Regions from separate parts of the Rattus norvegicus genome. Here region 2 is linked to region 1. The links are chromatin contacts, called in public Hi-C maps. All regions are on one chromosome and are shown on one strand. The core of a region is the stretch at or near the end of the contact, and the rest is flanking DNA. Distances in the headings are between cores, read along the strand shown.

Region 1 (4,403 bases), core at 860-3,359:
CCGAAGGATGAGGCTATGTGGAAAGTGTTGATGATCTGCGGGTACACGGGTGCAGCACACGAAGGGTCCCCTTGTTTACCCCCCACCCCGGGGAGAGAGTTCAGGAAGAGCGAGGGGACGCCCCCGCTTCCACTGCTGCTGCCGCACGCGGCCCCGCTCTGGGCCAGCTGGCTCAAGCTCTCAACAATGTATGCGGAGCCATCTGGCTGGTAGACGATTTCCCCGGCCAGGTTCTCCACATCGCTCTCCTCCTCGCCCTCCTCGCTGGTGTCGCTGGCGCTCTCCTCTCGCAGGGCCGGCGGGGGATGCGTGCCAGGGCAGTGGTGCTCCATGTAGGTCTGGAGGCTGGAAAAGGAGGCTGAGCACTCGTTGCAGCTGACCTCCTTGCTGGCGGGCTCGGCGGGCGGCCCAGCGGAGGTGCTGCTGTCCGCCAGGCGCTCATTGAAGGGGGCCCTCAGGCTGTCCAGGGGCCCATGGCTCTCGCCTGTGGGTTGCTCCATGCTACTGGGTTTGTCGGGGAGGTGGGTGCTGTTGAGTTCAGTCCATTGCCGGTGCTGAGGGATCCCGCACCCATTGTCCTTCCCCGAGACGACGGGCGAGTCACAGCCTTCCATGGTAAGGCCTGCGTGGAGCTTTCATTGCACCCAGTACGGATCGGACCTGAAGGGCGGAGGCAAGGGCCGGGGAGGAGGGAGAGAGGGGAAAGAGAGAAAGAAAGGAAAGAGGTTAGGAGGGCCGAGGCTAAAGTCCCCCTGCATGGGGTGCTATAAGAAGCTTCTGTCCACACCCACAACTCAAAAAGCTTGCAGGGCAGAGGGCAGACTGGGGGACATGGCCCTGCACAGTGCAGTACAGAGAGGGCAAGCAGCAGGCACCATGGACGACACAGCCCGGTCCATGCAGTGAGGGAGAAATGGGGAAGTGGTCAGGGATATGCCCTTTAGACTAAACGCTGTCACTGTACAGCTAAACCCATTGGAATCTCCACTCGGTGCCATCAGGGCTTCGAGACAGGCGGGGCAGGGAGCCTCAGTGGAAGAGGCTTGTCATCATTCCAGTATCCAGTGAGGTCACAGAAAGGGCCCTTGGCGCATACAGATAACTTACATGAAGTCATCTGTACCTGATTGATCACACCGGGAAGGGGTGGGGGTGGGGGGGACACCAGTGAGGATGAGGGGAAGAAAGAGACTGGCAGGCTGAGACGTGCCCAGTGATGTAGAGAAATCAGAGGTACTTTTCAATGACTGAGTGTCAGGTTTGGTAAGTTCAAAGGTCTTCGGGGTCAGAGGGCAAAGGTAAAGTGTTAGGTACATCCTGAAAAGGGCCCAAGGGGGGCCAATGGCCAGATTCCTCCCCTTCCGGCCTCGGAAACATCAGAAGTCACATTTCCCAAGCAGTGAACCTTACAGGGTAAATCTCAATAGAGTCCGGTGCCACGACTCTGACCATCAAACTCAAGAGAAGACGCCCCAAATTCCCACCTCCTTCCTCCCAAACCAGAAACGCTTCCTTGTCTGGAGCTCAGCACACTTCACACTGAAACTAGGAAAGCAGCATGGATGAGACTGGCCAGACTTTGAATGGGCCAATGCCTCCTTGGGGAGCAATACCTCAGCTCGTCTGCAGGGAGCCCGTTCGCCGTGTGCCACGCATGGGGCCGTTTTCCCCTGCAGAGGCAGAGCCGGCAGCTGGGCTTAGCAGGGCCCGCTTCCACAGCTGACTCTTAGTTATTGGTTGCTACCCCAGCAGCTGTCCTTCAGCCCTAGGGCTTTTCCGTTTCCGACTCCGGAGTGCTACTGAGCTGAACTTGCCCTCTGAGAACTCACATCCCCGGGGAAGGTAGCAACAGATCACAGGGCTGCCCGGCTCCTGCAACACCACCGCAGGGGCGGTTATCGCCTTGCTGCCATTCTCCTACAGGTGGCTCGGCACCTCTCCGAGTCCAGTCTTTTACCCTCGGACCCCAAGCCATCTGTCCCGGGCTCTGCCATCTAGCTCATTCATAAGCAGCAGACAAAGCTCTTGGCTGGGTTTCATCTCCCTCCATCTCCTGCCAACCCTGTCTTTTTGCATTTCCTCCAGGCTTGACTGCATAGTGAGCCAACAGCTCCCCCTCGGGAAAAGAAGGAGAAGGCAGGCTTGCAGGAGCCTCCAAAGAAATCGCTTTTCTGAAGGACGTGCCATGATTGGCTTACGACTCGCAACCTACGCACTTGTCTGATCAACTGATAACCTCGGTCTCTGCGATGGTAAAAGTTCTGTGTGCCTCAGAAAAGACGTGCTCGTTTGAAACAAATCGTCACGCTAAACCAACCCCAGTGGCAAAGGAAACAGGACTTCCCATAAGGCTTAGCTGGGATCTAGGTGAGAATCTGGGGAGGCTCTTCCTAAGGACGTCCCCTGATTGGCTAGATGACACTTGATTGACAGTTCAAGCCCAAAAGGATGGCGGGTCTGAAGGGGCGGGAGGGTTAACAGCCCGATTGTAAAATCAATGTCATAAATGCTTGGTAAGTTACAGGAACATGCGGGAAGGGGAGGCCACGATTGATAAAGGAGAACAGCTTTGATGCTGCACCAGGGACTTGTTTATTGACAGCAAAGCCAATCTCCTCTCCAGCCTGGGCTGGGCCAGAGAAACCTGCTAGCATTTACCAATTAATTGGTGGGCTTTGCTTGCCGGGCTCTCTTCCTCCTCCTCCATGAACTGGCCAGCTAAGGGGCTGAGACTTTAAAAACAGGCAATGACAATGACAACAACAGCAGCAACAGCAGCAGCAGCAGCAACAACAACAACCGAAACAATATCCCCTTTAATTTGTTCTCTACTCCCAAGCAGGTGACTAATTCTGAAAGACAGAGAGCTGGGGGCACAGGGTCTGGGGAGTGAATCTCAGGGAGGTCCATAAGGACACAGGTGGGAAAGAGAACCCGGTTTCCAGACCCAGGCTGCCTGCGTTAGGCCTTCTCCTCCATGCACACTGACCACTGACTGACCGCAAGCCAAACCTTTTGAGGAGCCCCATGAATAGCACTGTTCTGAGAGATGCAGGCTCCTAGTTCACACCCCACGCCAAACTGTCAGGTCCACGTCATCCCTGGGAACCTGAACTAAAGCTTGAGACGCAGTTTCGCAGCGTCTCCGTCACCACGTCTGTGCCTGGTTTCCATATTGCCAGGTAAGGGGGTGGAGGGCAGAAAGGCCGGCTGCACGCCTCAGCCTCAGTCCCTAGCAGATGCGGGAAGAAGGAATAGACAGGGGAAGGGGGTGGGGGTGCGCTGACGTGAAACAATCTCTTCATCCTGCCCAGTCTGGCAGCTCATGGGCCTCGGGGCATCCACTGCTCTCCCACCCAGTGTGCTTGCTCTGTTTATCAGCCAGTCAATAAGAAAAAGGTAGTTCTTACTTAAGGAGCCAGAAGTCAACTCCGCAGGTCGATCAGCACTCTGTCTGTAAACATGGTTTCCCGTAAAATCAATGCTCTTCAGTTACAGAGGGCGGCCTGGGAACCAAGTGGGTCCCCACACTTTCACGGGAAGCCCTGCCACTCAGCATTCACAAATCTCTCCTCAGCCCCCTGGCCCACCCCTCAAGCCCTGACCCCATCCCACGGGCACTCCAGTCGGGCTCACCCGGAACTCTCAACCCTCGCTGTGGGCCAATTCTTCTTCCCCTGGCCGCTCCCCCAGGTTCCCCTTTAAATGGCCTCAATACTACACTCAGTGCTATTTGTTCAGGAATTCAGTTCAGATTTTATAAAGCACATCTTTCCAAGGACAAAATTCGAGGGTAGACACGGAAGGGATCCAGCAAGCCATCTGTACACACACACACACTGTTGCTCATTCCTTTGCTCTGCTTAGAGCATTTAAGTCAGCCATTTGAGAAGCACCTTAAGAATCCCCCAATACAAAGAGGGAGAGGGGCGTGTGTGTGTGTGTGTGTGTGTGTGTGTGTGTGTGTGTGTGTGTGTATTGCAGTTCCCCATTTTAAAGCCCACTGCCGGTTTTGGAAATATCAACCTCTTTAAAAGATTGCTTCAGAAAGATAAAATGTTACCAGGTCCACCACACTCATCTTGGCAACTATCTCCCTCTTTAAACTGAAAGGGTGTTTGTTGTAAGGAAAGTTCTGCCTTCTTCCATGAAGGAGAAGGGGGAGGTGGGGAGAGAGGAGTGAAACGCCACAGTTCTGGTAGGCTGAGTAAGGGTGTGAGGTTCTACGGAAGGGGAGGGGGCTCCTGCGGCTGCTTCAGCTCCCAGCGAATTAAACATGAACAGTCACACTGTGTAATTTTAAATTGTTAATTAGCACAGGGTTAATTAGGCGGTCCTTTCACAAGGGGCTGTTTGGCAGAAAACCAAGAAGGGAAACAAAGGGGGGAAAGCAAGAAAAACAA
Region 2 (4,403 bases), core at 518-3,017, 130 kb before region 1:
TACCTCAAGTTGTACTGCTCTGCACATTTCTAGAGAGCATGCTCAACACACCATCCGCCCCAGAGTAGAAGACAATGCTCACACTGATCCGGCGTGCCATACCGTCCTCAGGCTGACTTTTTGTTTCTAGGAAAAGTTTTTCAAAGAAAGTTCCAATTCATTATGGATGGGCTTCACCGTTACTTAAGGAGGTTCATTTTTCTCTACCAGGTCGGCTACAGACAAGAAAGGCTGGAGCTTGCAATATCCAGAAACTCTCAGACATCACTGTTTGCCCTTGCATCCTGAAGTAAGGACCGATTCACATGAAGCTTTGAGAAGAGTGCAGATGCAAGGAAGTGCTACTTATTAGCCATGCTCATTGAAGATCTCCCAGACTCTGTCATTGTGACACTGTCCCTATGGCCAGCGCCCTTCCGTCCCACCTCTCACTGCCATCTCCAATGTGATCTGCCCAGGCAAAGGATCTGCATCTTTTGTAGGCACCCCTGTCTTTGGTCAAGTTCAGTTCTCTCTGGTCTAGAAGGGGCCCAGGACTCGGCCTATAAATAAGTGGCTCTTGCTTTTGTCTCTGGGGTTGCAGAGTCTCGGGTCCTTGAACTGTAGAGGGTGTCTAAATTCCTGGCAGGGCACGCTGAATACTGACCGCAGGCCCTCCTCACAGACTCTTTCTGCAGGTGAGAGTCAGAGACTGCACAGCCAGTAAGTTCCCCGGTGAGGCAGGCAGCCCAGGGACCACGCTTGGAGAATAGCTACCCGGTCAGCACTTCTTGTCACTGGTAGGAGTCATAACACGATCTGCTCTAACTTGAATTCGAGTTGAAGAGCCCCGCTGGCCCGGGCAGACCTGCCGGTTCACTTTCCAGCCAATGACTTGGAACTTTTAGCTTAATTTGGGAAGAAAAGAGACAGGCCTGGTCTCAGAGTCAAGATGTCTCTAGCCAGAGGTGAAGGACTACACCCAGTTGTCCCTTGGGGAACCTACTCACTGTAAAAGCAAATACAGACACGTGTTCAAAGCCAGGAGTCTAGAAGGCATCGCCTCTATGCACGCGTTCTGTCTGTTATACAGAATGGCGGGTTTCCTTGTCTTGAGAAATCCTACTCTTTCCACAGATCTTGGAGAGCCAAAGCCTGTGTTGCTCTTCCCACTTTTCCCAAAGGGGCAGTGCTGGCCTCCCTGCCCTATGCACCAGCGATCGATCAGTGCTGGCCAAAGTCCCCTTGACTTTGACCCTGGGAGGATGAACTGATCCACATCGGCTTTTCTCTGCACTTGTTTGTCTCTGGGAATGGAGACTGCGTGGTAGGTACCCTGAGCTGTGAGGTCGCTGTCTCCCCAGTTTAAGGTGCCACTCTGGGGAGCCCTGAAAGTCTCGTGGTAGAATGGTGGGCCTGTGCTGACTGGTGGATGCCGGCTGCTGCTGCCACTGCTTCCCCTGTAGCTTTGAGGAGAGAACAGTACGATGTTCTACATCCCAGGCATCAATCTGCCGCCCTAATTCCTTGTTGAAATATGCATAAGGATGCTTAACTACGCTGATTGGAGCTCCCAAAAGGATGTTTTGCGTTTCCACATGCAAGACACCTTGCTCCCTCTGTGTCAGACTTGTGAACGAACCACCAGTCAAAACAGCTGCCATTTCACTTAGACCAGCTTGCTTGCTGTCTGTCTGTCTGTCTGTCTGTCTGTCTGTCTGTGTCTGACTGACTGACTGACTATCTATTTAATACCTTCTAGGCACCAGTTGCTACCATGAGCCCAGTGCGTGCCGGGACTTGGCAGTCAGCTCTGGACTCACCGTGTTCCCCCCTCTGGTTTCATGACATGGCTGAAATGACCGTGAACTTGGAGCAAGCAGAGGAGGAGTCATGCAGGCCACGCATCATTGACACTTGCCAGTGATCGATCCCAGCATTTGGGAGGCCAAGGAAGGAGACTCACACGTTCGCAGCTAGTTTTAGGGCAGCGAGGATCTATCTACTTTGGAACCTTGTGGGTTCCAAGCCAGCCTAGATCCCAGAAATAGAACTATAATCACACTCTTCCAGTGTTTTCCTAGTTCACACCTAACACCCCAGGGTTTTGACTGAATTTTATTAATGGAACCATGGCAGCTTGGGAGTGAACCCGTGACACGAGGAACCAATCAAAAGTTCCCCCTTAGCCTGGCAGAGCAGCTCTCTCCTCAGCCCCGGTGCAGCTTTGACAGAAAATGGAAATCACTCTCACCTTTTCCAGCACTGACTGGGGAGACTGGAAACATCTCCTGTCTGTCAGTCAGTCATCTCCGCTCAGCAGAGAAAGCTCCAGGTCTGCACAGATGCCTCCCTGAGCTTCCACAGGGTCTCCTGCCCACATCACTCTTAAAGCTGAGGCTGAGTGACCAGCGCGCAGGGGTTCAGGGGGTTCCCGAGTACCTTTGCGGAAGGTCAGGAACACACATATTCCCACATGCCTTTCCCCACCCTGGGCAGAGTTCCCTTGACGGGAAGTTACTAGTCCTCACTGACAGGGTAATCAGCTTGGGGTGGGGTGGGGTGGGATGGGGTGTTGCTAATGTCTCAATCAGACCCTGGCTGGGGGACCACAACTGTTTGATCGACTACTGCAGTTTCCTCTACTCACAGGGCTTCCATGAGCACAGCAGAGGATGCAGCATACCACAAGGTCTAGCTTGCTCTAATGTCTTGGACACCTGTTGCAATGGTTTCATTTTCAGAAATGAACAGGAGTTCCAGGGACTGGCAGGAGCCCTTAGGGGCTGGGAAACCTGATGAGAGTCAGCCCCTGGTTTTAGACAAGCGGAAGCATCCTAACTTTACCTCTTCCGTTCAGCAACATGAAACAGGGCTGGATGACCCCAGAGAGTGAGTAGACCAACTTACATCTCAAAGCACCTCATGCCACACTACTTAACCGACAGGCTCTTAGGGATGTTTCGGGGCAGTGCTGAGCAGCGCTTAGCAGATGCCATATAGTCACTGCCCCTCACACGTACAGTTGACAAGTACGTGGTACCTTAAGAAGTCCAGGATTGGCCACGTGTCCTCTCTGCTTCTCATATAATAAGAGAGCGTGGCTGTGCTATATACTCTTCAGTTTGTAACGTAGTGAATGGATGTCTGACCCAGGAGGTTAAAGAGCCTGCTGGTGGGTCATGGAGAAAATCGATCATAGCTCTGATGCCCAGGAGTCCCCAGTTGTGGGGCACAGCCCTCCAGCTGCAAAATCAAGGTGACAGGGGACCCGAGGAGAACAGCTGCGCCTAAGAAAAGCGATGTTCCAGGAAGCACTGGGGTACGTTTGAAAGAATCCCTGTTAGGATTCAGACGACCTTTACGGAAGTTGCAGCTCTGACAAGGCAGGGGAGATGAACAGGGCCACAGCCTGAGAATCTTAAACACATCTCCAGGCCATCTGCAAGTGACAGGGTGTTCCGGTGCACGTGAGCGCATGTGTGCGGAGCCAAAGGGTCACCTCAGGTGTCACGCTGGCAAGGGCACCGAGTAGGCTAGGTAGCTGGCTAAGAAGTCCCAGGGGCCCACCTCCATCTCCCTGGATCTACGATTATAACCGCATGCTCTACACCCAGCTTTTTAAAAATGTGGGCTCAGGGGTTCCAGCTCAGACTCCTTGTACTCACAAGGCAGGCGCTCACTGGCTGAGCTGCCCTCTACCAAGTATTTCCCACAGCCATGATGGAGACTCCCATTTACCTTCGTACTCCTTCATTTACATTCTAGGCCCCAAGTGTGTACCCTAAGAGTAATTCTCATCTCACTGTGCCATAGTCACCTGATTACACATGACGCTTCCTTTACAAAGTTCCTTACATGTCTACACACACACACACACACACACACACACACACACACACACACACACTCACTCACTCAACTGATAGGGTCTTGGGTCTTATCACTTACGACCTAACCATATAAAATTTCAGAGCCAAGCTCTGGATTACTAGAATCTGGGTAAGTTTAGCATGCACCACGCCCCGCATCTATTTTTGCTTTCCAAAATAAAAAGAGTCGATGGTCCCTTCTCAGCCCTGAGACAGAATTCTGCCAGCAATGACTGTAAGCAGCAAAGCTCTGCTAAAAGCAGTCTGGACATGGCAAAAGGGGGCGGGGGTGTTACAAGTAGACCCTGGAGGAGCTGACGGCTATGCAATTTCTAGCTGTGTGAAAATAAAAACCCAGATACAGTGTCCACTGGCAAGGCCATGGATGACTAAGGAGGCCACATGAACGAGGCTCCCAGCATCCCCTGCTCACACTAGACTGCAAAGACAAGAGGCGCGGCACGGTAGGGAATGCGAGCCTGAATGCTACAGAGTGGGGCTACTCCTGTAGAGGTTCGAACAGGCCCGAGTGCTGGAAGTGACCACTCAGAG

What was found. Hi-C and Micro-C count contacts between places; a contact is called where the count stands out from the background.
Region 2: a contact with region 1 is called in a Hi-C map of psoas muscle, with 2.2 times the contacts expected there. The contact joins two enhancer-like sites. A contact is called at or near these places in 4 of 12 Hi-C or Micro-C datasets (frontal cortex, kidney, prefrontal cortex and 1 more) and 1 of 1 datasets of contacts at active chromatin or transcription factors (oligodendrocytes).

The regions. Positions count from the first base shown.
Region 1 is chr19:53,625,252-53,629,654 of GRCr8, reverse strand. It overlaps Zfhx3 (zinc finger homeobox 3), which reads right to left. Exons shown (of 10, transcript NM_001427481.1): 2 at 1-660. The coding sequence starts at 614. Among named protein-coding and RNA genes, the nearest start is that of Zfhx3, 76 kb to the right of the region's middle. Within about 2 kb of position 2,109, at least 18 of the 93 cell types and tissues checked have an H3K27ac peak or open chromatin away from gene starts, as enhancers often do.
Region 2 is chr19:53,755,760-53,760,162 of GRCr8, reverse strand. All of the region lies in intron 5 of Zfhx3 (zinc finger homeobox 3), which reads right to left. Among named protein-coding and RNA genes, the nearest start is that of Zfhx3, 210 kb to the right of the region's middle. Within about 2 kb of position 1,767, at least 3 of the 93 cell types and tissues checked have an H3K27ac peak or open chromatin away from gene starts, as enhancers often do.